Regions from separate parts of the Mus musculus genome. Here region 2 is linked to region 1. A link is a contact called in public Hi-C data. All regions are on one chromosome and are shown on one strand. Each heading gives the region's core, a stretch centred on a gene start, on an enhancer-like site or on the middle of the called end of the contact. The rest is flanking DNA. Distances are from core to core; before and after follow the strand shown.

Region 1 (4,269 bases), core at 517-3,016:
ACTGCCCAGAACTGGACAGAGCTGGGCAGTGAGAAAGGAGGCCTGGCCCTGTCTCTGTCACCATTTTAAAAGATTACAAAGTCCCTGGGTGCCAATACACAGGCTAGCAGAAATGAGTGGGGTTAAGAACTGGCACAAATTGCAAATTGCCCTTTCTAACTCAGTGAAGAATTGAGTTGGAATTTCGATGGGGTTGCATTGAATCTGTAGATTGTGTTAGGCAGGATAGCCATTTTCTTTTACTATATTAATCCTGCCAATCCGTGAGCATGGGAGATCTTTCCATTTTCTGAGATCTTCAATTTCTTTCTTCAGAGACTTGAAGTTCTTGTCATACAGATCTTTCACTTCCTTAGTGTCACACCAAGGGGTCCATCCCATAATTAGCCACCAAACGCAGACACTATTGCATATGATAGCAAGATTTTGCTGAAGGGACCCTGATATAGCTGTCTCTTGTGAGGCTATGCCAGTGCCTGGCAAATACAGAAGTGGATGCTCACAGTCATCTATAGGATGGAACACAGGGCCCCCAATGGAGGAGCTAGAGAAAATACCCAAGAGCTGAAGGAGTCTGCAACCCTATAGGTGAAACAACAATATGAACTAATCAGTACCCCCAGAGCTCGTGTCTCCAGCTGCAGATGTAGCAGAAGATGGCCTAGTCGGCCATCATTGGGAAGAGAGGCCCCTTGGTCTTGCAAACTTTATATACCCCAGTACAGGGGAACACCAGGGGCAAGAAGTGGGAGTGAGTGGGTAGGGGAGCAGGGTGGGGGGAAGGTATAGGGGACTTTTGGGATACCATTTGAAATGTAAATGAAGAAAATATCTAATAAAAAAATTTTTTTAAATCCCCTAAAAAAAAAAAAAAAAAAAAAGAACTGGCACAAATCTGTTGTGAAGGGTGCAGTGACATGTTGTGGCCACCAGGTGACACTAGAGGATTTCCTTCGGCACAAAGCAGGGCTTGTCTATGCGTTCCCAAGTGCCACGGGTGTAGCACCTAATCTCTAAAGAAGGCAATTCAGAGATTTTGAGAAAATACTCATTTTGAAGGATGCAATGAAGCTATTCATTAGTTGTCTTTGAATATGCAAATTTAAAAATCAGCCCCTTCCACACTTTCAAAAGGTTTAGAGGTTGTCTCTGTACTCCCAGCGGCTTTGGCTCAGACTTCATATCCGGGACACAGGCAAGGAAATGTTCTGAGCTGGTCCTAGTGGGATCTCTTGCGTACCCCTTGTTCTAGAGGACGGATATGGATGGCAAGAAGCGGCATGGCTTAGTACAAATAAATGTCCCCTCTTCCTGGGCTCAGAGCAAGGGTAGGACATGGAAAAGGAATTGTAAACTATTGTCAGTCTGGGTTTGAGAACCCTCTCTGACAATCCGGTGAATGTCACAGACTCTCCCTTCCAGAATGTTCTGTATTACCATGCTCTTTTAGTAGCTCCTGAGACACATTGTGTAGCCACATATGATTTCTCTCAGCTGTAAATACCTAATATTTGACAGTCACACTGTGATAGCTACGCGCCTCGGCAGCTTCCCCGTTTGTAACGAGAGTAGACTGCGCTGTCTAAGGAGAAGCTGCGGAGGTGAAGAGTCCCACCGTTGCCTCGGTGGTACCCAGGAGGTCGCCGATTTTAATCGAGCATTCCTAGGAGGCTGCCAGCCCTGAAAAGATGCTGAAGCTTGAAGCTGTGCTGCAGCGTCATAATCTTTAGCCAGCAGCTGCCTCATGGAGTGGTACCCAGCCTGCACCGGAAGGGTGCAGCTTCTTGTCAGCTATGCAACGCTGTCTGTCTTATGACTCCCTCTGCCAGGATGCTCCAGGCACGGTGCCTGCTCCTCTCTGTTTCATATTGCTGCTCCATACATGCATGCCTGAGGGATTCCCTGCACCCAGAGCCAGAATCAGTATAGACCAAAGGACGGAGCAATGACCTTGGAAATAGGAGCCTCTGTTTGGTTCTGGCTGCCATTTACTAAGCACAGGACTGGCCTCAAGTATGAAATGGGAATAATAACTCTTCTTTTTTGTCTTACTCAGTTTCTTTTTTTTCCCTCCTCCCACCCCCCTTTCCTTTCGCTCCGGCCCTGCTTGCTCCTACCCCGCTCACTCCCACCCATAGGTTATTAATTAATTAGTTAATTAATTAATTAAATTTGTTTCTCATTAAGGATGGTTGTGAGCCAACCATGCAGTTGCTGGGATCTGAACTCATGACCTCCGGAAGAGCAGTCAGTGCTCTTAACCACTGAGCCATCTCACCAGCCCTTCAGTTTCTTTTTAAGTACCCTACAGATTATTTGTTTTCTTTAACACAATTGATTAATTAGGACATTGGGAAAGAGAACTTAATTCTAAAATGGGGAAAGTAAGTTGGAAAATCAGCTATGCAATGTGGGATTGAATTTGAAAGATGGGTGTTTGAGCAATAGAAGCACAGTACGAGCTCTGGGTCCTTCACCTCCTCCAGCCATCTGGTATCCTGCTGCCTCAGCATCTCTGACACCAGTGCCCTACCTGGCTGCATAATATGGTCACCAGATCTTATCTTCCTGGTCACTCAGGCCCAGGCTGTCTGGGACAAGTTCTAGCTAATGTATGACTAAGCCTTTTTCCTCTTGAATCCCTCCTGCCCAGTTCAAGTGTTTGCTGTGTGTTGATTTCCTAGCCTTCTTAGCGTTCATTCCTATACTCATTCCCTAGTAGCAACTGTGTAGGAAACACGATAGTTTCCCAGGCCTCCACGGGACACTTCAGGTCTGACTGGCAAGCTTGTGCCAGATCATCATCAAACTCAGTCCCAGCAAAAGCTTTCAGAGCGGCCGTTGTCTCCCTTGGGTCTCTGCCACCAGGGCTGAGCCAGGCTGCTGGACAGATATCAGGGGTGTGTGGGAGAGAGCTGACCAGAGTTACCAGAAACCTGCAAGTTGACCATGTATAGATGTAAAGTCAGGGTTGGCCAAGTTCTACTCAGAGTTGGACAGAATCACCCAGCTGACTTGGAAAAAGCCATAAGTGACCAATTAAAGGATGCGTGACTTGTTATGCAGCACATCTTAGCTGCTATAACTGTGTCACTCAAGACACTTTCAGACAGCGTTAGACTACGGCAACGGTAATTTATGGGCCATTCATTGCAACCTGCTAGCTTGCAAGGTATGTTCTTCCATTTAAAGCTCTATCCTGTTGTCAAAATAAACTGAATTATGACCTGAAGAGGTTAGAGAACCATTGTGCTACTTTGTTGATGAAGAGACTGTGACATGGAGAGGTGATGTGACTTGTCAAGAAAGACTCAGTGGCAGTTTCAACCTGGGAAACCAAGTCTCTAGACTTGGCGTGAGCCTCTCCCCCTGCATGGGCAGTCCACCTGGCCAGCTTGTCATTCTCACACCGGAGTCCCTTCAGATAGGAGCTACTCCATTTTCACTGAAGAACAGTCCGAGGGTCAGATGCCTCCCTTCAAGTGTGAAGATTGACTAGTGTGGGTCCTTCAGAGCATTTGGTTTTCTTGGGCTGTTTCAACTACTGCTTTCAATGAAGAATGGTGGGGGGTCCCCAGTGACACCTTTAGAAAACTCTGCCTTCCCCCATGGCTCAGTCCCCTCTTCTTCCCTTGATTGGACTGAGAGACGGACCTAGATGGCTCCCTTTCTGAGAGGTAGGTGGATGCTTGTGTTCTGACACAGCTGCCCTTCGTGATGCCACTGGTGCCATCTGCCCACAGAAGCCTCCCAGATCTTCCTAGGTCACCCACATTTCTAGTTTGAAATGTGAATACCAGGTTTTAAAGAAGGTAAACGGGGAAGGGATGATGGTGCTATTATGAACCCAATAGTCTTGACTGCACTTTGCTAGCGACAGCCTCCAGCCTGTTGAAAACTGTAGCACAGCTCCCTAGTGAGAGGTCAGAGGGCCATCCTTTTGACACCAGCTGAGGCCCTGTCTCTCTCCTGGCAGTCCCTGGACTGTCTGGAGTCTCCTGGGTACACTAGTCAGGCTTCCACACTGCACACGCTCCTTTCTACAGTGTGCTGAGCCCCTCCCCGCCAACCTAGATGAGGTTTTCTTTGGCTCATGCTGCTTCATCCATTCCTGAACTTTCATCATTGAGATGAAAATAGTGTCAGGCCCTGGGAGACCCCAAATTTATAGTTCCCATTCTTAACCCCTTTTCTGTTTCAAGAAAAGTGCCCCCTTTTGGGCATGCCTCAGTGGCCAGGAATCCTCCTGCACAAAGGGCTCCATCACAC
Region 2 (4,269 bases), core at 966-3,465, 280 kb after region 1:
CCTCTGATTCCTCATCTGTATGATCAAAACAGCAGACTTGTTTTTCTTTCTAGCTCTGAATCTAATGTGCTGCAACTACATAGTGTTTCTCCTTTTCCTTATCTCTTCCATTGGACTTGACAAAGATTTTACCAGGAAAGAAGGGCAGGCATATGTTTTTTCACTGTACAAAGCAATAAACCGAAACTCAGAGGGTCTTGGCAGTGTCATAGTAAATAGCAGAGACACCCAGTGCCTTTTTTTTTATTATGCTACTACATTTTAAAAAATATGTCTTCTATAACCCTAACTTGTTGGTGAGACAAAATAGAATTGTGATTTTTTAATAGTCCAGCAAGAATACTGGGGTCCCCAAAAGTAACAGTGGATGAATACATTTAAGAGAAGTATGTAAATTTTGATAGACTTGAGAATGGCCTTCCTAACCACTGCATTTGCCCTCCACAGAAATGATCTTCTGACCCAAGAACTGGAAACAAGAGAACTGGCTCAGATACCCACTCATATCTGTTAAGCTCCTTCCCTGGCATCCACAGCACATACCTTGTCTGAGTCCCATAGACAGAAAGTCAGGTTTGTTTTAAGTAGTACTCCATCTCTGTTTACTGTAATCTGATGCCATCAAATTCAATTGCCTAATTTTTCTACACATTTTGGAATATAGTCATCCTTGGCCAAAGTGTCACTGTCATTGCGTTTTAGACAGAACAAGAAGCTCTCTCATGGCTATACTAAATAAAACACTTATGAACTGAACAAATCACAACTGCTTCACATAGACTAATAAGCCTCTTGTCAACATGAAATAACAGAAGTCCCCAACTTAGGATACAGCCCAAGATTCTAATCCACCCAGTCCTTGTAGGAGTTAAAGTAAACAGAGGCACCTCTCTCCCATGGCATAGACTATGTTTCCGTAGGACCCTTCAGCCATAAATTCTTTTTAAACGCAGCAATACTGAGACGCCAAAACTAGATATTTGTTACCAGCCATGTCAAAGATAGAAATTCCCAGCACCATCCTGAGCTAAGCAGGTGATGGAGGTTCAGTGAAACCTTGCTGACACTACCATCCCTTTGAAGTTGAAAAACAAAAGGTAACTTAGAAGCAATGAAATTGTAAATCCCTCCCTCGGCCTTTTAAATCCTACATTATGGTGTGTGATAGTTTGAATAAGAATGGCCCTATAGTCTCTCTCTCTCCTCTTCTCTCTCTCTCTCTCTCTCTGTCTCTTCTCTCTCTCCTCTCTCTCTCTCTCTCTCTCTCTCTCTCTCTCTCTCTCTCTCTCTCTCTCTCTCTCTCTCTCTCTCTCTCTCTCTCTCTTTCTCTGTGGATGAGGATGTAGCTCTCGGTTACTTCTGCAGAGCCATGCATGTTACCATGCTCCCTGCCATAATGATAATGAACTAAACCTGTGAAAGTGTAAGCGAGTCTCTGTTTAATGCTTTCTTTTATAAGAGTTGCCTTGGTCATGGTGTCTCTTCACAGCAATAGAATAGTGACTAAGACAATGTGCCTCTGAGCTCCATCCCTCAGCCTCAGGTAGGTATCAATTTACGCTGGTAGCTACGGCACTTCTCCATACTGCAGTCCATCTGTAACAGCTCTATCTTCCATCTCCCTGCTGACTTGCCTGTCATGTCTTGACTGACAATCAATTTTCCGACCTGTCATTATCAATTCTGCTCATTAACTCTTCCACCTGTCTTAGCCGAGGCCTCCCACTGCTGAAAAGCATTTCTGAAAAGTTATTTTCTTAGGCAGAATAATTGAAGCTTCGTGCACATCTAGAGAGCTGTTCATCTAAAGCACCCAGAGCCATTTCTGAAATGTCAGTGAAAGCGTACATTTTACACTAGGGACGCAGTGCTGCCAGCCCGGTACAACCAAAAGAAAAGCAAAGGAAGAAAGAACATCCTGTCATGGTGGAGGATACACTCAGGATGTTCTGAAGAAAAAAATAAAAAGACACTTGGCAATTTGACAGAAGCTCTGTTTTGGTTTCTTTTTTTAAATGGGGGCTCAGAGACTACAATACCAATTTGGCCTTTTTAAAAAACACATCCTGTCCTTCCACACATGACCTTGGAAATGGTTCATGTAGGATAGACACTAGAGAGATGACAACACAGAAAGGCAACTTATGCCTTTCTGAAGTGCTGGGTTACTGGAGTCAAGGATCGTATGACAAAAGCCATGTGTGTAGACAGCCCCTCCCCCATCAAGCTTCTTTGTGCACAGCCTCCAGAGCAGCTCTTGTTGGCTGCATTTAGGAACTCCCTTCCTTTGGAAAGCTCCCAGACCTGTCTCACTCCCTTCAGGTCTGTGTTCAAATGTCATCTTTCCTAGAGGCCATAAGGAAGAATGTTAGCACCGTCCACTTCTGCATGACATAGGCACCTCTGGAGAACCCCTTCTATTGCTATGCACTGTACATGTAAGACTGTAAAGAGCCCGGTGACCTGAATCCTTATTATTTTCATTGCTAGGTTCCTGCAACATACCACAGTGTCTGGAATGTAGCAGTTGCTCAGTTAATGGTATCCATGTATGGAGGACCCTTTGGGAAACATTTCAGTAGCCTTGCTCCAATTTGCAACATCTCTTTTCCTATTTTGTAGATGAAATGTTTGAGGCATAATGATGACAAATGGCCTGGCCATGTGACTGAGAGAAGTAGTCCCCAATTGCCTCATGCTGCCTTACTCTGCCCTCCAGAGACTGGTATCAGAAATGACAAGAAGGGCTCATACTGCTCCAGAAGAAACGCCCACATGAAATGAACTCTAAGAGCCTTGGCCCACACCCCTGCATTAAGCCTCTCTTGGCATGCTGCCTCACCTTCCCTCTAGGCAGGCACAGCACCCTGTGTATTTGTTGACAACCCTCACGTCTAATCAGTCCATTATGACAGAGCAAACAAAGAAAAGGAAGGAAGAAATAATTGACAAGTCAACAAACCTGAATGGTTAGAGGGACTAAAGTCAACACTGTAACTGTTCTGCTCCAGGAAGAACTAAGACTTTCCACATCATTTGCTTCTCTGTCAAAGGGAATCTCTCTCTCCCTGCTGGCTGCTGCTGATGGGATCTTAGACCTGGCAGCTTCCCAGGCTGCAACCTAGTCCTCCCTTTGCCACTGACAGAGATGGGTCACAACTCCCCAAGAGTCACATCCACACATTTGGCCACACACTTTCAACCTCTAGATAGCCAGCTCCTCGGATATTTTTAGAGATAAAACCAGATGATTTTCTTTGCACAAGCACAAGCCACGATCTTTAGGGTTGAGGTGACTGGTAACCTGAGAGTTGTGTTTTTCCACGATGAAAATGTCATCTGGAAGGAGGAAAGCAATCCAAAGGTTGACCACGTTGAAGGAAAGAGGTGGAGAGCATTGAATGCAGTTTGCTCTGCACAGTGCCTCAAGTGCATTATGGGTAGGACTGAAGCTTCCCTGCATCCCTGGGAGAAACTGAAAAGCACTTGATTGCCCTGACACTCAGAAGACAGAACTAAGAGGCTTGGTTAATGGCTTACCTAAGTCCACACCCACACCCTGTAAAGGATTTTTAAAGGTGGAAAACCCAACACTGAAATCTCAACTTTTGCCATTGATATAGAAAGGGGAAGAGAGGGAGAGGGAGAGGGGGAGGGAGAGGGGGAGGGGGAGGGGGAGAGGGAGAGGGAGAGGGAGACAGAGAGGAAGAGGGAGAGAGGGAGAGGGGGAGAGGGAGGGGGGAGGGGGAGAGGGGGAGGGGGAGGGGGAGAGGGGGAGAGGGAGAGGGAGAGGGAGAGGGAGAGGGAGAGGGAGAGGGAGAGGGAGAGGGAGAGGGAGAGGGAGAGGGAGAGGGAGAGGGAGAGGGAGAGGGAGAGGGAGAGGGAGAGGGAGAGGGAGAGGGAGAGGGAGAGGGAGAGAGCTGTTCTCAAACTGGCTGTGCTACTGTGGTGGGGTAAGCTTGTAATTTCACAGATATTTAACTTGCCTTTAGAGCTTAAACTTTAGAGTCAGCCAAGTGAGGACCAGTAGAAATGGATTGCTCTGAACCTCACTGTCCCTGCCTGCTTCACAGAGTCAAGGACACTCGAGAAGATACCATGTGGCATTTATCACAGTGCACCACACACAGAATGCTTGATAAATGTTCGTGATTCTTATCATGTTTTCAAAGAGTCAAATCTGGGATGAGGACAGAGAGGCTGAGTAATCTCATTAATGTCCTTGCGTGGAAGCCCCAGCCAATCCTTCTCTGGGCACAAGGAAACAGG

What was found. Hi-C and Micro-C count contacts between places; a contact is called where the count stands out from the background.
Region 2: a contact with region 1 is called in a Hi-C map of the N1E-115 cell line, with 26 times the contacts expected there. The contact joins two enhancer-like sites. A contact is called at or near these places in 1 of 39 promoter capture datasets (the HPC-7 cell line) and 10 of 484 Hi-C or Micro-C datasets (the HPC-7 cell line, the N1E-115 cell line, brown adipocytes and 7 more).

What each region holds. Positions count from the first base shown.
Region 1 is chr16:23,549,590-23,553,858 of GRCm38.p6, forward strand. It overlaps a transcript of Rtp4 not described here. Among named protein-coding and RNA genes, the nearest start is that of Masp1, 31 kb to the left of the region's middle. Within about 2 kb of position 1,767, at least 16 of the 459 cell types and tissues checked have an H3K27ac peak or open chromatin away from gene starts, as enhancers often do. A contact at or near this core is called in the N1E-115 cell line, where this site is marked.
Region 2 is chr16:23,831,001-23,835,269 of GRCm38.p6, forward strand. All of the region lies in intron 1 of Gm31430 (a long non-coding RNA gene), which reads right to left. Among named protein-coding and RNA genes, the nearest start is that of Gm31430, 14 kb to the right of the region's middle. Within about 2 kb of position 2,216, at least 5 of the 459 cell types and tissues checked have an H3K27ac peak or open chromatin away from gene starts, as enhancers often do. A contact at or near this core is called in the N1E-115 cell line, where this site is marked.